Regions from separate parts of the Mus musculus genome. Here region 2 is linked to region 1. Evidence: chromatin contacts called from public Hi-C data. All regions are on one chromosome and are shown on one strand. The core of a region is the stretch at or near the end of the contact, and the rest is flanking DNA. Distances in the headings are between cores, read along the strand shown.

What was found. A called contact is a pair of places that touch in the nucleus more often than the background predicts.
Region 2: a contact with region 1 is called in a Hi-C map of the HPC-7 cell line, with 2.6 times the contacts expected there. The contact joins the promoter of Tpcn1 here to the enhancer-like site in region 1. A contact is called at or near these places in 2 of 39 promoter capture datasets (cranial neural crest and second pharyngeal arch cranial neural crest), 1 of 484 Hi-C or Micro-C datasets (the HPC-7 cell line), 3 of 115 datasets of contacts at active chromatin or transcription factors (embryonic forebrain, embryonic midbrain and neural tube) and 1 of 9 other capture datasets (pancreatic islet).

What each region holds. Positions count from the first base shown.
Region 1 is chr5:120,164,412-120,167,739 of GRCm38.p6, reverse strand. The region is part of intron 21 of Rbm19 (RNA binding motif protein 19); the gene reads right to left. Among named protein-coding and RNA genes, the nearest start is that of Gm10390, 27 kb to the right of the region's middle. Within about 2 kb of position 2,004, at least 85 of the 459 cell types and tissues checked have an H3K27ac peak or open chromatin away from gene starts, as enhancers often do. A contact at or near this core is called in the HPC-7 cell line, where this site is marked.
Region 2 is chr5:120,586,926-120,590,496 of GRCm38.p6, reverse strand. Tpcn1 (two pore channel 1) reads left to right here and starts at 1,884. Exons shown (of 28, transcript NM_145853.2): 1 at 1,884-1,994. It overlaps Iqcd (IQ motif containing D), which reads right to left and starts at 1,474. Exons shown (of 5, transcript NM_029408.2): 1 at 1,403-1,474.

The sequences.
Region 1 (3,328 bases), core at 755-3,254:
CCACAAGACAGGAAGGGACAGAAAGGGAAGACAGACATTTAAAGAGACAGTGAGAAAAAAAAGAAGAGGAGGAGGAGAAGAAGGAAGGAAGAAGAGGAAGAGATGACAATGAAGAAGAGACCAGGGCTTCCTTTCTGCCTGAAACCAGGCAGGGTTTGCTTTTCATTTGTTTTGTTTTGTTTTGTTTTGTTTTGACTGTTAATTCCACCCCAACTCGAGAAACCTCAGCGATCCAGGTGTTCCAGATGTGTGTATGGCCGTGTGGGACCTGCCCTACCCTCTCCCATCCGAATCCGTCGGATTATGACACCAAGGATGAACGCACCATTCAGACTAAACTGTCTCAGGGTCTTCATTAGAAGCAGGCTCTGGGGGCTGGTGAGATGGCTCAGTGAGTAAGAGCACCTGACTGTTCTTCCAAAGGTCCAGAGTTCAAATCCCAGCAACCTTATTGGTGGCTCACAACTATCCATAATGAGATATGACTCCCTCTTCTGGTGTGTCTGAAGACAGCTACAGTGTACTTACATATAATAAATAAATAAATCTTAAAAAAAAAAAAAAAGCAGGCTCTGGGAGCCAGGGTAGGGTGTGGGAAGAAGGGGTCATGAGGTGAGCAGGGGCTGGGACCCACAGGCGAAGCCAGGGCACTGAGCCAGAAAATATTCTTTCCACTGACCCATGGCTGCTCAGGCCTGCTCCCCAGAATGCATGCACAGCCCCACCTGCTCACACCTGCTTGGAGCAGGTCACAGTGGGCTGTGGCTGGTCACCCCACAGAGCATCTGGACTTCCATCAGTCTTCTATCAGACTTCTATCACCTCTCCTGAGTGCCTGGACTTGTATCAGCCTCTCCCCCTTCCTCCCAGTCCTCACACACCCTGCCACACCCTGTCAGTCACTTTAGGGATGCACTCCAACACTCAAAACATAATGACAGTTGCACATCATCGGCAACCATGCAGGCGTGAAGCTGCTTTGTAGTTGTTCTCCAGAACTACTGACTGTCTATACTAAAGCCAAGTTAGGGGCAAAGAGCCTCCTGGCAACTGGATCCTGACCAGGGATGGTGACCAGGAAGATAGGAAGGGGAAAGGAGAAAGGCAGGTCTTCCTGGGCAAGGGGGAAGATGCCCCACTGAGAATGCTAGACAGCCAGGTCACTTCCACCACCACCAACTGGCAGTGAAGAAGGAGCTGAAGCATGGCTGAGGTGTGGCTACTGGGTGCTGCCTTCTCTGCAAGGGTACAGAGCGATGTACCCCAAGACTCAAAGGTCTCTATGGCCTCCTGACATTGTCTCTAGGAAAAGAATTCCCAATCCCCATGCTGTAGGGAAGCAGAACCTTTAGGCCAAGGAAGACTGTATAAAGGGCAGAGAGAAGGATGCCACGTGCTGTCACTGTGGCCTGGCGCTCACAGTTGCACAGGGTGGCAGCCTTCCTTCATCTAGCACCAAGTCTCTAGACGGAGGGACAGGCGCTCAGGCAGACTCCCCCCCCCCCTTCCCTCCTTCCTTTTCCCAGAGTGGTTGACAAGGGCCCAGGGTTAGCAGTGGCAGATTCCAAAAGGCTTTAGGAAGTGACAGTTGGCAGCCACTGTTACGGTGGGGTGCACACACATTTTCTATAAAGGTCGGATCATAACTGGCTATGGTGTTGTGACTACTCGGCTCTCCCTGTACCTGGAAAGCAGCCAGTGGACAGACATGGCTGGCTGTTGATAAAACTTTATTAAAACACTGGAAAAAACATGGCAGTGAGCAGCTATGTTGTACAGAGGTGGTGGCTGCACTGCACTGTATAACCTGGGTATTCTAGGGACATGCAGGGAGGGTACAGGACGGACGAAGTACAAGACAGTCTCTCCTGAAGGCTGAGACTAAGGAAACCTCTCTTCCTGAGCCTTGAGTGACAAGCTGAACTGGGCATGCCTGGAGGAGTGCTGGCCTCTGGAGCCCCCTGGCCAGACAGCTTACCATTCACGTGGAGACTTTCTAAGCAAACACAGACCGACCTTTAACCCTGATCACTAGGCAGCCAAGGGAGCAGAGTGCAAAGTAGGCTATGACCTAGGGGTGGCCTCTGTGAGCATATGCAAGGGGCTGGCATTTGTTGGTCCCCCAGCTCAATTCTCTTCCTCCATGTTCTGACTGCACTCTAGGAAGGCTCTCTGCTATTCACTGATGCTGTGTCTCCTGGATGCTGATGGCTGGACAGACCCAGTGGCACCTGGCACCTTCTGTAGAAAGCATATGCTGACTGCTGGGTGAGCATACGCTTAGCTTGCCCCAGCTTCTCTGTTTTGTGTGTCTCTCTCACCCTATCATGACCAGGGTGATCCTCTGGGGCAAGCCACAATGACCCCACCTGAGGTCTTGCTGCGAAGTCTCTCACCTCCTACTCTGCCTCACGGAGTCCCCTGCCCCCGACTCTAGACACAGTTGCTACACTGTGCTCTTGAACAGCTCCTGAGTATCTAGCTGGGACCACCACATCCTGGGGAACTCCCAGGCAAAGGAGGAAGTGGAAGAAGGAAGTAAACTGCTCTAGAGGACAGCACTGAGGAGCTCTGGCCTTCTGGACACTTCTGACAACTGACACTAGCAGAAAGGCCCCAGAACCCACCCCACGACAACATTGCAAGGCTCCAGAACCCACCCCATGACACTGCAAGGCTCCAGAACTCTACCCCACCCCACATCCTGGAAGGCTCTAGAACCCCACCCATGGCACTGGAAGGCTCTAGTATCCTACCCCATCATACTGGAAGGCTCTAAAATCCCCACCCCATGGTACTGGGAGGATCCTCAAACCCACCCAGCCCTGCTCAGGGTTGTGAGGAAGCCTTGGTAGGAAGTCTGGGGGATGCCAGGTTGGCGGCTGGGAGGTGACCACTTTTCCAGAGCAATAGGGTTTGGCCTGTCGTGTGCTCCTTCAGCACCCGAGGAAGCAGCTAGTGACGGCCAAGCCCGAGGCCAGGAGTAGAGATGCCACTGCAGGCACTGACAGAGCCAGTGTCTGGAGAGCAGGCTGGAAGGAAGGCCTTGGAGGCTTCCCAGAGAGGCATGGGGGATGGTGGGCAAGGGAGACGGCGAGCAGTGAGCAGCACTGATTCATGCCAGCGCGCCTGCCAGCACTCAGGGAGGGCAACTCGCCCAGGCTGGGACAACTGTTATTTTTAAAGTCTGGGAAAGAAAACAATAATAAACAACAGCGTGCACGACAGCTAGTGAGTTTTGAGAGAGGGGGAGAGCAGGAGATGAATCTGTGAGCTGCACCATTTATTTGGGGCCAAACAAACTGACACAGGACTCCATTCAATCCCA
Region 2 (3,571 bases), core at 635-3,134, 420 kb before region 1:
CCTAAACTGGGCGTGGTGGCGCACACCTTTGATCCTAGCACTCTGGAGGCAGAGGCTGGCGGATTTCTGAGTTCGAGGCCAGCCTGGCCTATAAAGCGAGTTCCAGGACAGCCAGGGTTATACAGAGAAACCCTGTCTCGAAAAACAAGAACAAACAAACAAAAGACCTTCATCCTAGCTGCCTGGAAGTCAGTCTTCCGCTAGCAGCCTTCAGATGAAGATGTAGAATTCTCAGTTCGTCCTGCACCATGCCTGCCTGGATGCTGCCATGCTCCCACCTTGATGATAATGGACTGAACCTCTGAACCTGTGAGCCAGCCCCAAATAAATGTTGTCCTTACAAGAGTTGCCTTGGTCAAGGTGTAAAGCGAGCAGTCAAAACCTAACTAAGACACACACTAAGCACTCAATAAGCCCATGTTAAATATGTGAATTATTCGTTGTATGAGCCAAGAGAATGTCCTAGGAAATGCTTAGACAGAGGGAGTTAGGGTAGAATAAGTCGTGGCGGGGATCACTGCAATTAGCCTGGCAGTCACAGCACACACACGTTGTGAACATACCTTGTGCACTCACATACACGTAGGCACCCACAGATACATATAAAGTAAAAATAAATAAAGCTTTACGTTATTTTAAAAGAGCGTGTACGGCTTTTTGAAAGGACTAGAGTTTAGTCCCCTGCACCTATGACAGGTGGCTCACAACTGCCCACCCGTAATTAATTTTAGCTCCAGAGGATCCAAAACCCTTTGTCTGTATTCACATTCACATACCCCACCAACGCAGACATAGTGATAATAATATTAATAATGATAATAAAACTTTAACAATTAAAGGGGAAAAAACCTAATTAGACCAAGGGTGGTGGCACATGCTTTTAATCCCAGTACTCAAAGGCAAAGACTGGTGGATCTCTGTGAGTCTGAGGCTAGCCTGGTCTACAGAGTGAGTTCGAGACTACATAGTGAGACCTTGTTCCAAAATCAAAACAAACAACAAATCCTTATTTTAAGCATACACTGAAGGGGGTCACGCACCCAGCAAGCTGACCTCTGAACATAGTGCGGACAGTGGGCACCAAAACAAACCAACCCATCCAATTACTTGAACTAAGTTCACTCGATGTGAACTTCACAAATGGTATCAGTAAGAGATGAGGAGAGGGACTATGAAATGGCAGGTGGACCAGACAGGAAGCAAGACTATCAGAAGAGGATACTTGATGGTGCTTGCAGGAGGCCTAGAGGAGGACAGGATGGAGGTTGGGCAAGGGAGTGAGGACCTGGAGCTGGACGGGATGGCAAGTGGGGCGCGGACGCCTGGAGGGGAGAAATCACTGGACGGCGTGCCTACTAGGTGCACACAGCCTGCAGCCTGGGGCTTCCCCGCTGTCACTCACCAGCTCCTCAAGATGCAAGTTTCTTGGCCCACAGTTAAGCAACTCGGCGGCCCTTATGTTGCTAGGTTACGAGCCACTCTTAGAAGGCGGGACTTTGAGTTTGACTGACATTCTTTTTCACCATTTAACTTCGAATCGGGTTGCGTTGGCTCCGCCTCCTGAAAGATGGCCAATCAAAATCCCCGCCTCTCTGACGTTTCGCCAATGGAAAGACGCAGGATTCCTGTTGGTTGCGCGAGTGAGGCGGGGGTGGGGGTGGGGTGGGGAGGAAAGGGGTGTTGCTTCCTCGCCCCGCCCTCCCTTTGGGAGGAGGGCTGTGAGAACGCTGAGTGACGTGTAGTCTACCCTGTCAAATTTCATTGCGACCCCTCTGATGGCCAGTAGGCTGTGGCCTAGGGCCGTGGGCGGGGCTTTCGGGGCTGAGTGACAGGAGTCGGCGGATGCGAAGGCTGGCGCAGCTGCCGCTGTGGCAGCGGTGAGGCGGCGGTGGCGGCTGCTGAGGCTCCGCGCTGGGGATATTGGCGGCGGCAACTGCGGGCTGAGCTACGCTGTGCAGACCCAGTGCACAGTGCGGGATCCCGGGACGGCGCGTGTAAGGATCCGAGGGGTGCGCGATCTTGGCCCGAGGGCAAGGGTCAGGGGTCAGAAGGTGCAGAGAAGGGGCTGGGGCTGAGTGCTCCAGAAGCCCGAGGCGGGGCCCTGGGAGGTGGCCGGCATGCTCTCTCCTTGCGGATCCCCTTCTCTCTGCACCCCTTTTCTTTGGCCTGACTTCCTGGGGCGACCCGGATCGCGATGGGGATCGTGGGGAGCTAGAGCCCCCGAGCGACCCTTCCTCCCTGCTCACCTCCCTGCTGTGTCCTCTTGTGACCTGGCCGGGGACTCCTGCCTGGGTCAGTCTGCCTCAGGGGACAGATCGCAGGATGGCAGCTAGCTATCTGATTCCGGGACCTTCTTCCAGGGGTGACCTTACCCCAGGGGTGACTCGCTGGGTCTCCGCTAGAGAGAGAACCAAGGTCTGCCAAAGGGCTGGACCTTAGGAGCTCCGAGTCTGCTGTGTGACCTTGGACAGTTTACTTACCCTCTCTGGGCCCCGTTTCTTTCTCTTTGAAAAGTCATAGGCTCTTCAGGAGGCAAAGGCAGGAGAATGGCAACTTCAAAGCTTCAAAGCTCCATAGGGATATCCCTACCACCAAAGACAAAAAACAAGAAAGCGGTTGGTGGATTTCGCCTAAGTGGAGTGCAGTTTCTAGGAATAGTTGGTGGGGCTGCGCTGAAGTGGGCAGTGTCCCCTGCGTTCCATGACTACTTGTGGCTCTTTACTTGGGAGAGGCCACGCTAAGCTGCCTCATGTATCAAGTGGGCGCTAACCAACTGAGGGCAGAGCCGTTGAGTCGGAGCCAGGAGGTTGTTTCCTGTGGGTGGGGTCTACAGCTGTGTACTGTAGATGTTCAGTAGCCTCTCTGGACTCCCTCGCAATCAATCCCAAGTTGTGATGCTGGAAATATTTCTAGACAGTGGGGACAAAGTCACTCCAGGCGAGAGCCATTGAGGTGAGACCAGGCATGTTAGAATGGAGTCATGCATCCCGCTGTTAAAATGTAAAACCCACTGGGAGGATCTCCCTAGGATGCTAGTGACGAACATTAGAAACCTGTTGTCATGCGTTGGGAGAGCTTCTTGCCTTCCAAGTGAATAGCGAGAACACACTGTTAGAGCCTCCTCCTCATGGCCTCAAAGTACATCCTTGTAATCCCTCTGCTGTGGAGTGCGTTAGAAGTGTGAGCCTAGTCTATGCAAGGCACTGGGGGAGGAGAGAGTTAAGCCAAAATTCAAAACACACTGCAGTTCTTTAGGCAGCCAAATGACGGGTATCTTGTGGGAGTTCCTCTTCTGTCTCCCCTTGTTGAGATTTCCAAGCAAAATAAATTCTCAAATCTGGAAAAGGAAAACAAAAAACACAAACGAACAACCCCCTCCCCACCCCCCACTTGCAGGAACTTTGCCAGGCAGAGTCTTTCAGGCTTAGCAGGCTGCTGCAGAAAGTGGTGTTTATCTCCGCTGCCGCCACCGCCTCTGTTAAGAGAGACAGGCTGTCTCTGCCTGGTGATGTTCCCATCCATCGTTCCTGGAAAGGGGGCAGACATTGCCCAGTTGTCCTGCCGAGGATTG